Linked DNA regions of Mus musculus: all the other regions are linked to region 1. The links are chromatin contacts, called in public promoter capture Hi-C maps. All regions are on one chromosome and are shown on one strand. Each heading gives the region's core, a stretch centred on a gene start, on an enhancer-like site or on the middle of the called end of the contact. The rest is flanking DNA. Distances are from core to core; before and after follow the strand shown. Region 1 holds the start of Psmb7 (proteasome (prosome, macropain) subunit, beta type 7). Region 2 overlaps Rc3h2 (ring finger and CCCH-type zinc finger domains 2). Region 3 holds the start of Gpr21 (G protein-coupled receptor 21). Region 4 overlaps Rabgap1 (RAB GTPase activating protein 1).

Evidence for each region. Promoter capture Hi-C pulls out the DNA fragments that hold promoters and counts their contacts.
Region 2: a promoter capture Hi-C map of the HPC-7 cell line shows a contact between it and region 1, with 4 times the contacts expected there. The contact joins the enhancer-like site here to the promoter of Psmb7 in region 1. A contact is called at or near these places in 13 of 39 promoter capture datasets (the 3T3-L1 cell line, the C10 cell line, the HPC-7 cell line and 9 more), 6 of 484 Hi-C or Micro-C datasets (B cells, CD4 T cells, CD8 T cells and 1 more), 1 of 115 datasets of contacts at active chromatin or transcription factors (large pre-B cells) and 1 of 9 other capture datasets (adipose tissue).
Region 3: a contact with region 1 is called in a promoter capture Hi-C map of liver, with 7 times the contacts expected there. The contact joins the promoter of Gpr21 here to the promoter of Psmb7 in region 1. A contact is called at or near these places in 4 of 39 promoter capture datasets (the C10 cell line, hippocampal neurons, liver and 1 more) and 1 of 115 datasets of contacts at active chromatin or transcription factors (stem cell-derived neural progenitor cells).
Region 4: a contact with region 1 is called in a promoter capture Hi-C map of liver, with 3 times the contacts expected there. The contact joins the enhancer-like site here to the promoter of Psmb7 in region 1. A contact is called at or near these places in 6 of 39 promoter capture datasets (the C10 cell line, cranial neural crest, hippocampal neurons and 2 more) and 1 of 115 datasets of contacts at active chromatin or transcription factors (large pre-B cells).

Annotation. Positions count from the first base shown.
Region 1 is chr2:38,642,248-38,646,137 of GRCm38.p6, forward strand. It overlaps Psmb7 (proteasome (prosome, macropain) subunit, beta type 7), which reads right to left and starts at 1,659. Exons shown (of 8, transcript NM_011187.1): 1 at 1,594-1,659; 2 at 1,111-1,204; 3 at 1-28. The coding sequence starts at 1,655.
Region 2 is chr2:37,374,552-37,378,441 of GRCm38.p6, forward strand. It overlaps Rc3h2 (ring finger and CCCH-type zinc finger domains 2), which reads right to left. Exons shown (of 22, transcript NM_001100591.1): 16 at 3,757-3,890; 17 at 3,300-3,384; 18 at 2,804-2,885; 19 at 2,583-2,717; 20 at 2,338-2,445; 21 at 2,091-2,239; 22 at 1-877. The coding sequence ends at 682. Among named protein-coding and RNA genes, the nearest start is that of Pdcl, 17 kb to the left of the region's middle. Within about 2 kb of position 1,655, at least 35 of the 459 cell types and tissues checked have an H3K27ac peak or open chromatin away from gene starts, as enhancers often do. A contact at or near this core is called in the HPC-7 cell line and pre-B cells, where this site is marked.
Region 3 is chr2:37,514,640-37,518,529 of GRCm38.p6, forward strand. Gpr21 (G protein-coupled receptor 21) reads left to right here and starts at 1,987. Exons shown (of 2, transcript NM_177383.4): 1 at 1,987-2,060; 2 at 2,420-3,890. The coding sequence starts at 2,805. The coding sequence ends at 3,854. All of the region lies in intron 13 of Rabgap1 (RAB GTPase activating protein 1), which reads left to right.
Region 4 is chr2:37,563,923-37,567,812 of GRCm38.p6, forward strand. It overlaps Rabgap1 (RAB GTPase activating protein 1), which reads left to right. Exons shown (of 26, transcript NM_146121.2): 26 at 843-2,515. The coding sequence ends at 965. Among named protein-coding and RNA genes, the nearest start is that of Gpr21, 49 kb to the left of the region's middle. Within about 2 kb of position 1,854, at least 39 of the 459 cell types and tissues checked have an H3K27ac peak or open chromatin away from gene starts, as enhancers often do. A contact at or near this core is called in liver, where this site is marked.

The DNA of each region.
Region 1 (3,890 bases), core at 409-2,908:
TCGTGTCTGCTCCAAGAACTATGCCATCCTATTTTTTAGAGAAAAAAGGTTTTCAACAATTTATATACATAAGATAGTATTTAAGAAAAACAATGTTGGCCATTCTCTGCTCCCAGAATTCCATATCCCCAGTCAAAATTCCTACCAAAACTATTGTCCTACATTATTAGTACATCCTTAATAAATGTCAATGGCTAATTCTTGAGGTGATTAAGACTCATTTCCATCTTCAATCAAGGCGCAACGATTCAGTAAATTCCTTTTAAATCACAGAGCTAAACTGGAAAGAAAAAATGTGGAATGAAGACCCACAATCTTTCCAACAAAATATTTCCAACAAAATAGGTCAGCAAGTACAATACACTAGTCGGGCAAGCCTGGAAAACTGAATTCCATTGTAAGAAGCCACATGAAGCTCAGAATGGACTCCACCAAGTTGTTCTCTGACCTCTACACTTGTCCCATAGCATATGTACAAGCACATACACAGAGAAAATTTAGGAAACAGTCACCTCTATTAGTTTTTGAAATGTGACTCTCTTCACCCCACTAACAACATTAATCGCTAGCCTTTATTATCTTTACAGTTTATTTCAGGATTTATCTCCATTTGATGGATAGAGATTTAACTCTGTAAAAAAAAAAAAAAAAGGCTGAGGGCAGAGTGGCTCTCCCAACGTTGTGGAGGCAGAAGCAGGTAAATTTCTAGTTTAAAGCAGCCTGATCTACAACAATCGGGGCTATATAATGAGACCCTGTCTCAAAGGGGGGGGGGGGGGGGGGGACTAAACTGCCCAAGTAGTTCACTAGAAACAGTATGGAAGCATTAAACATCTAAACAAACCAATTAATCCCAAATTCTGTGCTTTCCCATTGTAGCATCCTGCTTCCTAGAGTACCTTAGGAAAAGCCAAATTGCCCTCATGTGTAAAACTTCAAAATGAGTAAATACAAACTATTTAACATGTAAAACCTCTTGATCAAGGCATTCCCTAATAAAAGCCGATTCTCATGATGCACTCTGACAGTTCTAGCTGGAAGCTTGAGTCCAAGTGGTCTAACTACGGTTAATAGGTCAGTTACCGCTACGGTCGGCCTGTCTAGGCTTACCTTATACACCACCCCCGCGATGGTAGTGCCAGTTTTCCGAGCTTTCGGGAGCTTGAACCCCTTTTTTGCGAAATCCGCTTCCAAGACAGCATTCCTAAGGGAAGGCACAGAAATCAAGTGTTAGAGGACAAGACCACTGGCGAGAAGAGTGGGTGCTTAGGAAGGAACTCAATTTTCTTCCACCCCAGTGTGATCACTGGATTCTCCCATTATTAGCACCATCGGCGAGGAATTACAGATCGGGGCGGTGACCCAATCCCTCCAAAGCCACAGGAAAGTCCAAATCCTTACACACTGGCAAGGGGAGAGGGCCGCGCCGGCCTCAGAAGCAGCCCGCGCTGGGGCCCGATTCCCTGAGTCACACGGCCGCGGGCACCATCCCCACGCTCGCCTCACGCCCCCGACCCCGGCCGCAGCCCAGTTCCGATCCGGCGTACAGAGTTCCCACTCGGGTCCCGATCGCGCCCCCGGGCATGAACACACCTGCGACAATTATCAAAAGAAAAGCCTCCGACCGGTGGCTGAAACACCGACACAGCCGCCATCTTGCCAAGAAAGTGTTTCCGGGCCGAGGGCGGAGCGACAAAAAAAGAACTTAGCACTTCCGGCGCCGCGAGAGACCGGGACGAGAGGGCGGGGCAAACTTCGAACTGGCGCTCTTGGACATAGAGTTCTTGAGTTCTCACTTCCTAGAGAGGCTTGGGTCTTTGAAGTAGTTTTGCCTCAAGTCCTGGGAAGGGGAAACTGACGATCAGCCGAAGGGATGGAATTTGTTAAATCAGATAATAAAATTCCCCCAATAACCAAATCTCCTGACGCTCAGACCAGATCTGTTTCTGCGGTTAAACTAGAATCCGGCGTGTATCAGGGACATCCACACACCCCAGGTCCAGGCAAAGCCGCTGAGCAAATCCCTTTCAACTCCCTTATTTCCTACTGTTAGTGTGTAACGGAGCTTTCACCTTCCTCAGAAAGGCAAACAGACACATGGAAAGACGTTTCGTGCCCTGAGTCACGAGGACAAGGCAACCCCAAGCCCCCAGTGAGACACTGCTTTGGACCCACTACAATGACTGGAGTTGGACAGAGAAAAACTCTCTGTGACAGGTGGGAATATAAAACGGTCATCTGCTCCGGAAAACGAACTGGATCTTAAACCAAAATTATCACTGTCATACCTACCCAGAAGAACTGGAAAGCTAAGTTCACAGATGCTTCTAGGCAAATGAGCATAGCAACCAGGTACCTAACAGGCAAATCGGGAAACAACACAAATGCCCATTGACGGATGAATGAGTAAACAAAATGTGGAATATCAGCACAGTGAAACAGTATTAGGCCGTAAAAGGGAAGGGAATGTGATACCTACTAAATCAGGGGTGACCCTGGAAAACAATTTGCTAAATATAAAGAGACTAGGCATGGAGAAGAAGAACCACATTGTATAATTACATTCACATGTGATATACTATACATTCATGTGGTAATCATGTTCACATGCCTGTGGGTACATGTGGGTGTATGGTTAATGTTGGGAGTCCTCCACCACTCTCCACTTTACTCTTTCAGTCATCTTCCCTCTGGGCCATCTCCCCAGCCTTAGAGAGTTCCATTTGTATGAAGTATCTCAAAATAGGCAAATCTGCAGAAGCATAAAGTGAATCAGTAGTTGTTAAGGCTGAAGGAGAGGCACTGGATTGTTTATGGGCACAGAATTCATAATGTTACCCAGCACTATGAGTGCAGTGTTATGTAATTTTAAGAAAATCTTCTACTGATGGAAATGTGAGGCTTGCTGCGGAAGTCAGGAAAATATTTTTAAACTTATTTAGGCAATAAGTGACACCCTCCATGACTGTGAAATGAATTCATTTACAAATATTTATTAAGCACCTACTATGTCCTATTATGATTGTAGCTGAAGACAGACGGATGGATAGATAAATGAATGAATGAATGAATAACATCCTAAGGATCTAGAACCAGTGTCTCAACCATATTTTTAGTAAATGTTCACTAAAAATTAAGTTCCATCTGATTGCATCTCTGGGTCTTTTGAAATAAAGAAAATAAGTTCTAATTTTGAAGCCCTGTGCTAAGAATAGGCTCGGAGAGTGGGTCCTAGCCCAGCTTAGCTTGAGTGCTTGCTTGCTGAAAGCCACAGGTGAAGATAATAACTCCTTGTAATGATGTTTCTGCAGCTAGAGAAAACAAAGGTCACCTGTCAAAGCCCCAGAAAATAGGCAAAAGGAATTCATAGTCCTTATATTCCCAAACTCCTGAACTGTAAGGCAATACATTTCTGTTGTCTATGCCATCCAGCTTAGAGTAATTTGTTATGGCTGCCTATCAAAGTCAGACGCCTCACAAGTTTACAGTCCAAAGAAGAGAAAAACCCAGAACAAATCTTTTTGGTGGTGGAGTGTAAGTAGGATCGGGCTGGTTTAGAAGTCTGGGAGTGTAATCCTATGAGACACACAAGAGGAACAGATGAAAAATGACAAAATCAACTTTTAGACATGGCTTTTGGGGAGTCAGAGTTCTGAGCCTGAAGCAGAGGAAGGCACGGCAGTGGGAAAATGACTGTGTCCTTCTGTGGGGTCTGATGGCAGTGGAAAAATGACTGTGTCCTTCTGTGGGGTCTAATGGCAGTGGGAAAATGACTGTGTCCTTCTGTGGAGTCTGACAGAAGTTATGGAGTCCTTGCCAGGCTGATCTGAAGAAGTGTCATTGCCTCTAGAGATGGTCGGCAAAGCCCAGCAGAGGGCGACTGGGAACCT
Region 2 (3,890 bases), core at 405-2,904, 1.3 Mb before region 1:
TTAAAAAATTAAATGCTACAGATAAAAGCACTGCACTACACTTCTACATATAATGCAGTAAAGAAAGCTATTATAACCCTGTAAAACTCTATGGTAAGAACATCTAACTCCACTCTCAAAAAAAAAAAAAAAAGACAGAAAAGAAAAGGAAAAACAAAACAAAACAAAACAAAAAAAGAAAGAAAGAAAAATCCATGCAAAGTCCAATGAAAAAGATAAATAAAGCAGCTGGAATGAGATGGAAATTTCTCTCAGTGAAACATAAAATAGAAATAAGTTAATTAACTCTACTTTCACTAGATGTATCATTGTAGGATCCTGCTAGTTTAATAACTGAGTTGTTAATTTACTGTAGAAGCCATTTAAAATAGGAAATGGCTCAGTTACTGCACCGGATTGCTACAAACTCATAAAAAGCTGCTTGAAGCTTAAGTTAAATGTTGTCCAAATTCCAATAATTTCTGGAAAGTGAACATTACCCTAGTAAAGTAAATTTTCTTTTTTTTCATAATGCTAATGCAAGAGGGCTTGAAGTATCAAAGAGTCCACAGGAAATGGATGCCCCCAGTAATATCTTTTTTTTTAAAAAAAATATACATTATATAATATATATTATATATATAAAAAGCTAGTGTAAATGCTTCCATGGTGTGGTCACAGATTTGAAAGCTGAGCCTCCTTTCAGCTGTTAACCATCTTCCCATTTGCAATAGGTTTTAAAAAGTCGTTTTTATCTTCAGACATAACGTGAGTTTTCAGAATGAGGTTGCCAACACTGACAGATGTGGTGATGGGGAGGCAGCTTGCACTGCTAATAGACATTGGACGTGGCTGGCTAAAGCAAGATGTTACCGGCAGAATTGGTTTTTGCTCCTCCCTGAGAGAAAATGACAGTGAAAGCAAATTAACTTATGTACAATTTAAGAGTTATCACATTTGCTCTCTGAAAGCTACTTCAAACTCTAAGCCCACAGAAAAGCCTATCTTCTTTATTAAAAAATGTATTAAGTAGGGGCTAAAGAGAAGGCTCAGAAGTTAAAGCACAACTGCTACTCCAGAGGACCTGGGGGTTCAACAGCCAAAACCACACAGCAGTCTGTAACTCCAATCTCAGAGGAAGCAATGTCCTTCCGGGCCTCTTTGGGCACAAAGCTTGCACACACATAGACATATATGCAGTCAAAACACCCATACACATAAAAGCTAATAAATAAAAATTAAATAATTTTTAAAGTATTACAAGTCACTAAAAAGGTCATATTTTCAAAATTTAAAAATTAAACTTGATAATTTGTGTCATCTAATCAGTATTTTAAGACCAGGACCAAATATTTGGCAAAAATTATACAAAATAGCAATATAATAGCCAAGAACATCATAACAAGATTTTTTAAAACAAGAAACATTCAGCACAGGTTTTTGTTTGCTTTAGTTTTTAAGGTTTTTTAAAATAAAATTTATGTATACAGTATTTTGCTTTCATGTATGTATGTGCACCACATGTGTACAATGCCCTTGGAGGTTGCAAGAGGGGGGTTGAATCACTTGAAACAAGAGTTATGGATGGTCATAAGCCACCATGTGAATGCTTAGGCTCAGGAACAAACCTGAGTCTTCTACAAAAAACAAGTGCGCTTAACTGCTGAGTCACCTCTCCAGCCCCTTGTGGTTTGCTTTTTAGACTTTGTGGTTTGTCTTCCTCTGGAGTCCATGACAACTTAGAGCATATAAATAGCAGATTCTGCCTGTGCTTCCCAAATACTGAAATAATCTAGGATTTATTTTTCCATCCTATGATCTTCAAGTTTGGTCAAATTGAAGAACTATAACCTGATGTTAGAGATAAGAGAACTTTCATTCCCAAATTGAGTTTTGGTTTTAAAATAAACTGCTTTACTAGTTCAAATTCCTCTAAAAACACAGACTGACCAAATCATTACTTTATTATACAAGGTTTCCCCATAAATAGAAAAAGGCAAAAAAAAAAAAAAACAAAAAAAAAACAAAAAACCAAGAATCTACCAGCACATCTAGCGCTAAGTATTGATCGCCTCTACCCTCTGATTATGAAGGGTCTGTCTAACACTCACAGAATCACATGGTCTTCACCTAAACTCTGTCTCTTCGGCTTTCCTGGGTCCTTCTGGTGCTGCTGGGCTGGATGACCATTTTCCACTGCTGTTCCATTGAGCAACTGGTCATTTTGAGAACTGATACCAAGTTGTATGTCCAAAATTTCCTGAGAAAATAAAATGTTAATCCTTCAATATGACAGTATTTTATGTATTTTAATTTGCAACAAAACAAAGCCACTACTTATCCAATTGAGGAACTTACTTCAATTTGTTCACTCTGGCCATCAGGTTCATCAGTATCAAGGGCTGAAAGCTCTAACTCAATATCCCTATCAGGCTTTGTATCTACAGTGTCTTCTGTGTAGTCATTCTATAAATTAAAAAAAAATTATATTAATTTTATACCTGCAGAATCTCTTTTAAATAAAAATAAGAAGCCTAATGGTACAGTTAAAGATTTAGTTCAGAAGTCTGAGAGTGTATTGCTGAGAGGTTCGGTTCCCTTACCTCTCCATTTCTTAGTTCAATTTCCTTGCTTAGAAGATTTAAAGTAAGGTGACGGCCTTCATCCAGGGAATTCCACTTTTGTTGCATGGCCAGAGCATTAGCTTCCCTCTGAAGAAGTAATGAGTTACTCTTGGCCTCCATGAAGAGAGAAGAAAACATAAGCTTAGCTTTCAATTATTATTTTACGTTTTAAAAATCAAAGCTAAATATATAGAGCCTACCTGCTGAAGTTCAATGCTCAAAAGGTCTCCGGTACTAGAATGCTTTCTATGACCAGATAAATCAGTAACAATGAATCTGTCCCTTTAAAAAGAATTATATTTACTGTAGTTAAAGTGAGACATAAAGGAGCCAAAGCAATAATGACTCTATGTTCTTTGTAACGATCACTGAATGTGTTTTAGTCACTATTCCAAATGTAAAATTTGTTCCAGAAAGTTTTTTTTTTTTTTTTTTTTTTTTTTGAGACAGGGTTTCTCTGTGTAGCCCTGGCTGTCCTGGAACTCACTCTGTAGACCAGGCTGGCCTCGAACTCAGAAATCCGCCTGCCTCTGCCTCCCAGGTGCTGGGATTAAAGGCGTGCGCCACCACGCCCAGCATTCAGAAAGTTTTTACACAGCTCAAATTAGCAAGGCTTAATCCATGGACAACCAGTAATGATTTTTCTATTTTAGGTGCATGTAAGTTTGAGAGTAAAGGAAATGAGAGTATAGTTACCGTTCAATATAGTGTGCTGATGATGTAGCATCGTTGCCATATGAACTCCACCTTGAATCGACAGCATTCACGTAAGGGACATAATCTGCATGGAACACAGAAAAACAGTTTAGAAAGGCAGAAAATAAGCCAGACAAGGTGGTACACATCTGCAATCCCAGCACTCAGGAGGCTAAGGCAGAAGCACTGCCACAGCTATGCTTTGAGGCCAGCTGGGATATAGTGAGAACCTGTCTCAAAAAACTAAAAAAAAAAAAAAAAGAAAGAAAGAAAGAAAGAAAATTTAAAAATCAGAATATAAATATGTACTATTTAAAATGGCAATGTATTTTTTCCCACTAGCCAAAAATTCTACTTAAACCATTTCATTCTCATATTATTAAGTTTTCTACCTCAGAGGTTAGGAATAAACAGTACATGGTAAAAAAAATTCCTTGGTATTAGTAAAATGGCTTACCTGATACGCTGATGGGCTTAGTTGCACTTCCTTGGGAAGCAGTTGCCTGGACGGGATCTGTTGTATGGTAACCTGTTCGGGAGGATCGGGAAATTGCACCCCATTTTGAGATAATGGGTCCGTCACTAAAGGGA
Region 3 (3,890 bases), core at 737-3,236, 1.1 Mb before region 1:
AGTTCTACTGTTCAAGTGTGATTCTAGTCCCAACTAAAGCCATACATTTAGGTTTAAAAAACAGTATAACACAATAGATTATGCTAGTGCAGAGGCAAGCCAGTTTCTTTGAGTTTGAGAACAGCCTGCTCTATATAGTGTGACTCTGCCTCAAAAATAAAATAAAATAAATAAATGAAAATTTTAAACAAGCATGTAACATTTCATATGTCTGACAAAAGGCAGTTTGTCTTGCTTCAAGTCCTAGCTTCCCTGTTTTCTATCTGTCTTTGTTGGACAATTTAGTATCTCTTGGCATAAAATGTGATAATTGAACCTTGACTATTAGTATTAATAAGGATAATTCATAGTCATAATAAGTGTAAGCTACTGCCTAGTTACTGTTATTTACTTATCTATTATTTTAGTTTTAGAATATTATTTTGGCTTCAGTGAAAATGTGGCAAAAGATAAGTGTGGCTTGAATTGGGGTGCTGGCAACACTTTTTAAGACCTTCAGTAGGTGATTAAAGCATTAGATGGTGCCAGACCTGTCATTATTTTATCTATTCCTTACCTTAAATAAAGTATAATTTACAAAGTAGTCATAGGGAGAGGTTAAAAGTAATAGATAACCATAAAATAGCTATAACAGTATGTGTTGCGATATTATGTGAATGTTGGCTGTCTCAAACTGTAGGGTTTTTTTTCATCCAGTGTTTTCAGACTACAGCTGTGCTGATATACTGGATTATAAAATTGCAGATCAAGAGACTGATGGATATATTGTGTAAGAGGTTCTCAGGGGTAGAACCCTCAGCATACATGTGCTAGGGACTGGGAGAGTAGGAACAGGAGTACCTCAAGTTATCTGTGAGTGACAGTGACTTAAATACAAAAATCTCTGAGGCAGGAGGCTGTCCCTTCTGTGCTGCTCTTCTCTACTGAGGCCTGTCACATTATGTTATTTGTCTCCTTGAACATGTCTCGGGGGTCCTTACTTTCCTGAATTAAAGTGTTCACACTTCACTGAGCTGTGATTGTAAGCATCCTTTGCCCACAGTAAGAAAGCATGGATAAAAATAAATAAAAATACAAGTTGGATCACATGGTTCTTTGTTCAAGTGTACAGATCTCCTAGGATTACTACAGTTGCAGCATTTGTTTTCCTTTACTGATGATGTGAGGCTTTATTCAGGCAAAATTATACCATTCCCACAGCACCCAGTTTATGAAAACGGAAAGCACCCTTTATGACATTATCCAAAAAAGTAGTGTGTTATTTCAATTTGCATTGTTTTAGATAAGTAGAAACAAGATTGAACTGTAAGATTCAAAGACTTGGTACCTAAATATCTGTGTACTGTCACTCCACTCAAGTGGAGTACCTAACTAAACTGAGGAAGAAGGAGAGAACAAATAGCACCATTTCCAAATATTAGCCAATATCTAATAAATGATAAAGGAAAATTGAGGCTGAATATTGTCTCTCAGCTGTAACGTCTTGTGCAGCTGAATTAGACTTCCTCGGGTGCCATGTACTGTTACCATGCTTCCTTCCTGTGACACTGTCCTTTGTTCTTAGGGACACAAAAAAATAGGACTTTCCCCCCTCTCTCCTCTGGTACTGTACTTCAGCCCAAATCCCAACTCCTCCCTCTCTCCATCCCCACCTCTGCCCATGTTTCTTACTGGCAATCTGAATTCTGCTCATTTACCTATGAGGAAGATTGCCGACCGACAAGGAAACAGCTTTCAGATACATCCTGTGGGCGCACCAAGCCAGCGCCTACTGTGCCGTCGGGAATTCCTCTATGGGAATAAATGGTAATGAGTTGTCCAGCACGCTAGAGTGTGTGTGTGCCCTAGCACACAAGTTGCCCTGCCCTGCCCTGCCCTGCCCCACCCCCTTTCTTCCTTTTCCCAAGCCCCTCTCTCTGCTTCTCCTCCTACTCCTTTAGCCCCTCCCTCTGTGCCTTAGTTCTGCAGTAGGCTGGCTTTACGAACATTCCTGCATTGCAAGGCTTTCGGTTAAGGATGTATTGTGGCTTTTGTTTGGATTTCAGCATGCAGAATCACAGGTAACACTCTGAAATTGAGCTAAGCAGATAAATTGTATTAAGGTGTTTGCAGAGATATAATAGTACATTGGATTTAATGGAGAAAATAATCTTGGTTAATTTTTATCAATGATAATGTCTTCAGGATTACCATAAGGAGATTCTCCTACAACACGTAAAATAAAAGAAAATGAGGGTTTATAATTTCTTTATGTTGATCTTGGAAGCATGGTATTGCTGTTCCTCCAAAGTAAGGGCCGTTTATGGAGGAGGCTGCTTAGGGTGAAGTGGGAGGGGTGCTGGCAGTCAGAGCTAGCTAGGTTCTTTGTCTAGGATGTGGAATGCAAAATGTAAAATGCTCTCTCCTTTTCTTCTATCAGCTGTTCAGAGGAGACTCATTACAACTCCTGCTGAAGCTACTAATCTTCCTCCCTCTGCCCCTCCCCCACCCACACTTGGCCTGAAGACACTGTCCCCAGTTTGCCTTACTCCCTTGCTATGTGTTTGGTGAAACTGGCAGTATGGCTGCGTCTGGGACTGGCCAGACAACTGCTGTTGGCTTTCCCTATTCCAGGAAGAATTTAAAGGGAAATTGTACAGCAGGCAGTATACCCACCACAGCAGCAACCTCAGGAACGTGATGACTAGGGCTCCCTGGCTTTGTCACAGGCATGCAAAGCTGACTGCAGTGACAGTAGCTGCTCCTGAGAACTGAGACAGCAGCCAGGTGGCAGCATGAAGTGAGAGCCAGTTCCTGAGCACGAGATGAACTCCACCTGGGATGGTAATCAGAGCAGCCATCCTTTCTGTCTTCTGGCACTGGGCTACTTGGAAACTGTCAGGTTCTGTCTTTTGGAAGTGCTGATTATTGTCTTTCTAACTGTATTGATTATTTCTGGCAACATCATTGTGATTTTTGTGTTTCACTGTGCACCTCTGTTGAACCATCATTCTACAAGTTATTTTATTCAGACAATGGCATATGCTGACCTCTTGGTTGGGGTAAGCTGCCTGGTCCCTTCCTTATCACTCCTCTACTACCCTCTTCCGATTGAGGAGGCCATGACTTGCCAAGTATTTGGTTTTGTAGTGTCAGTTCTGAAGAGTATCTCTATGGCTTCTCTGGCCTGTATCAGCATTGATAGATATATTGCCATCACTAAGCCTTTAACCTATAATACCCTGGTTACTCCCTGGAGACTACGCCTCTGTATTTTTCTGATTTGGCTGTATTCCACCCTGGTCTTCCTGCCTTCCTTCTTCCACTGGGGTAAACCCGGATATCATGGAGATGTATTTCAGTGGTGTGCAGAGTCCTGGCACACCAACTCCTACTTCACATTGTTCATCGTGATGATGCTGTACGCCCCAGCTGCCCTCATTGTCTGCTTCACGTATTTCAACATCTTCCGCATCTGCCAGCAGCACACAAAAGAAATCAGCGAAAGGCAAGCCCGATTCAGCAGCCAGAATGGGGAGACTGGGGAACCCCAGACCTGTCCAGATAAGCGCTATGCCATGGTCCTATTCAGAATCACCAGTGTGTTTTATGTCCTCTGGTTGCCATACATCATCTACTTCTTGCTGGAGAGTTCTACTGGCTGCAGCAGCCGCCTTGCATCCTTCCTGACTACCTGGCTTGCTATTAGTAACAGTTTCTGCAACTGTATCATTTACAGTCTCTCCAACAGTGTTTTCCAGCGAGGACTAAAGGGCCTTTCAGGGTCTCTGTGTACTTCTTGTGCAAGTCACACCACAGCCAAGGACCCTTACACAGTTAGGTGCAAAGGACCCCCTAATGGATCTCATATCTGAGGGGGGCTCATATATTCAGTCGCTCTATTTTCAAGG
Region 4 (3,890 bases), core at 604-3,103, 1.1 Mb before region 1:
GTCTTAGACCAGTGGTGGTAGTACACACCTTTAATCCCGGCACTTGGGAGATAGAAAAAAGTACATCTCTGTGCCTAAGCTTAGTCTAAAGAGCTAGTTCCAGGACAGCCAAGAACCCTGTGTTGAAAAACACAAAAGGGAGATGGGGAGGAGGAGAGAAATAAATAGCCTTAATCTTTTGTCAGGTTATATTAAATACTAAAAATATTTAGGTATACATGAGGATGGTAACTTAACAGAATGCAACCCTTTTTCTTCTGACACCATCACTAACCTCATTTTGTGACCTTGAGCATATTTCCCAATGATTATGAGCCTCCACTCGTCCTTATCACTGAGGCACCGTAAGTGGCAAGAATGTAGTTCAGGTCTAAAACTTCAGAACAGCTTTCCCATGCCAAAGTATATTACTGGTGGACACATCCTCTTTTGTCAGGGTCATACCTAGGTACTGAAAGAGGGTTTGTAGGACTGCCCAGGACAATAAGAAGAAGACAAAGAAAAAAATCATCACCAAGATAGCAAAATCTAAGCTGTGGTCAGAGAATGGACAGAGAGCAACTGCAGAAAATCAAGATCAGCATTCTGGTTGGTCTCAGACCACAACCAATGGGACGAGAGGCCTACCAGCTAAGGAGCCTCAGTAAAGGGATGAAAACAGGTGCCATACTAAGTGACGTGGACTTACAGGAATTTTAACTGAATGGTGGTATGCCAAGACAGTGATTTGAGAGGCTGTAATTTCAGATTAGAGAGTTCCCAAATCCTTAGGCATTGTATGCCTGCCTCAGAAGAGCAGATAAGATTCCAAAAATTCTCACACTTCGCTGTTATTTCTACAGGACTTGGAACACCACTTGGGCCTTGCCCTCAGTGAGGTGCAGGCAGCCAAGAAGACCTGGTTTAACCGAACACTGAGCTCCATAAAGACAGCAACTGGTGTTCAAGGGAAAGAGACATGTTGAGAACAGCTGCTGCCTCCAGACACCTCCAGAAAACACACCACCTTTTGTTGCCTTCTTTGGCCAGATGTGTGATTCTGTGATATGTTGCAGGACCAGAATGAACCTAGGTCAGAGCTGTATAGTATATTGTTAGGTCAGTGGGCTAGGGCTCCTGCAGCAGGCTGCCAACCCAACTGATGCTTTGGGTATGCACCAGAGTCCTTCCTCCTAGTGCCATTCAGGCCTCTTTTCTGTATAGGAAGGAACACTTCACACAGCCAGACTTGGGGAATACCCCAATGTATTGGGTTTTCTTTTTCTAAACCCTTTAAAAAAATTGTGTGTGTGTGTGTGTATGTGTACACATATACACACATGCACACACTCTATCCTTTGAGTTGGGGAGCAGGGGTTCAGAAATTTGAGTAATTCTTATCTATCAGTGCCAGCAAAAGCCCCTAGGAGATGAGAAGCACTTTGAGTAGAAGGGTCTCATAGTCACAGTTCAAGTCACCTAATTTTTTTTTAAACTAATATAGTGCATAGGTTTTGATTTGGAATTATTCATATTGCTGAGCAATTCTATGCAACTCTCATAGTCGTGTCTTTTTTTTTTTTTTAAACAAAACAAAACATTAGCTGCCAAACTACTTCTAAAGGCTGGAATGGGCCACATGACTGTGAGACTGAATCAATCATGACACGGACAGCTCTTATTTTGTTTAAAGTGTACATATATATGTGTGTGTATATATATGTGTGTGTGTATAAATATATATATATATATAGATATATATATAGATACATTTCCCAGTACCCTGAACTGACAGTGTTTAAGTCCCAGACAACCTGCTAATCTACCACTGCCGTCTGTGGTCATGGGGCACTTCCTTTCACTTGAGGTTTATTGGGCTTTGTTCTTCCTGCCAATGTAGGAGCTGGCAAGAGCTCCATGACCTCTAATGTGTGCATAGCAGGTCGTTCAAGAGAGCAAGACTGAATACATGAAAGTCCCTACACACTGTAAAGTCCTACTTTCCTGGCTGGATCTCTGTCAGGCCTCTGAAGCCTCCAGGGGGGCCAGGTGTACATCTCACTGGTCAGGTGATGGGCTGTGGATTCTCACTTTAAAGCTATGAAATGGCAGTTTTAGCACCTTTTTTTTAATTAAAAACAAAACCTTTTGACTCTTAATTTATATGCTGACAAGTGGTGTCACAAGTGGCTCATCCTCTCTGCTCTGTGTGCAGGTAGCTTGGGTTTGTATATAAGGACACTAGTTATTTTTTCTTTCCCTGTTGGCTTTTCTAATGCTTGATGAGGTCATCTACAGTGGGGAGATAATAAGTGGCCTGCTCTTCCCCAGACCATCCCCTACACCACTTCCTGTGTCTGTCTCGTTCAGTTAACCCAAACAGTATAAGCCCATCTTAAACTAGGTGTGTGGACATTGTGTGCTAGGGTAGTTTGTGTGTCAACTCCATGAACTGAAATATAAATCAGTAAAACTGTATTACTATTTCTTTTGTTTGTTTTAACAGCATATTCATTAAATATTTTGGTACAAACAGCATTGCTTCATACAAAAGTAGTTTTATGTTTGCATATTCCTTTCCCACCCATTCCCCAGAAGTGCATATGGGAAGAACATATTAAGTAAAGGTTGTGTTATGCAAGAGATGCCTGCCCATGGCCCTTACTGAGAAGTGTAGTGCTGTGGGTCACAGTGCTTAAAATTAAGTCTTGGGCCGGGCGTGATGATGCTCGCCTTTAATCCCAGCACTTGGGAGGCAGAGGCAGGCGGATTTCTGAGTTTGAGGCCAGCCTGGTCTACAAAGTAAGTTCCAGGACTTTCAGGGCTACACAGAGAAACCCTGTCTCGATAAAACAAAAAAAAACAAACAAAAAAAAAAAAAATGGTCTCACCAGTTGAAGATCGGAGAAAGAACAGCAAGTAGCTGGTAGTTTAAGAAGGGAAGCAACTGAAAAGAGCAAGTGTTTGCTCAGACACAGGAAAAGCAGTAACAAGGGTGGGTATATCTTCACTGAGGTTCCTTTCTCTCCCTAGCTGGTCATCTCAACATCTCAACACCCTAGGTCCTTTACACTTTTTACTACACCTCCCTTCTCTGAATCTCAACTATTGCTTTGTAACCCTCCACTTGCCACAAGCCAGAATCTGGGCCTGGTCAAGTAGTCCCTGCCTGACTTCTACATAGTTGCTGATCCTTAGGCCTAAGCTGTGGTAAGTACTCTTGGAAAGGCCAGGAAATGGCTCCAAAGCACAGTTCACAGGGTGAAAGACATGCTTCTTGGGTCTACATTTGCTGGCTGGCTAGCTGTTCAAGGCTCCCATGTTAGGGAGAAATCTCCATCTTGAAGCTATACACCACCATCTAAGAAAGGGATCCATATGCCAGTCAATCTTAGTGTGTGAGCCTAAAACAACTCAAGATACTAAAATTTATAATTGGGAATATACCTTATAAGTGTATGGGATACACTGGACCACTGGAGGTACAGTTTTATAAGCAAGACAAGAAGGTAGTGATAAACTCTGCAGTGACTGGATTTCTTGGGTAGAAGCAAGAGGAAAATGTTAAGGAAGGATTGGAAAAAGTAGTCTAAGTCAGGTGGAGGCCCATGCAAATGACCTGGAAGATGTGGGGAACAAACTGCTGCAGAGATTAAAGGTAGTTTGTATTTGGGTAGTTCTCTGCTGATCCTTTATGGAGGGAAATGGAAAGAGAAAGAAGAGTATGAACGGAGGTAATAGAACAGAAAGATGGGAAAAGGAGTCTCGAAACTCAATTCTACATAAGCAGTAGGAAGATAAATTTAGCTTTCACTGTTTTGGTCCTAGATAGCCTTGGACAGAAGAGCTGCAGATGTGTGGGATATACATTTGCTAGTGAGTGGGTCATCTATAATGCAAAACTTCTCAAT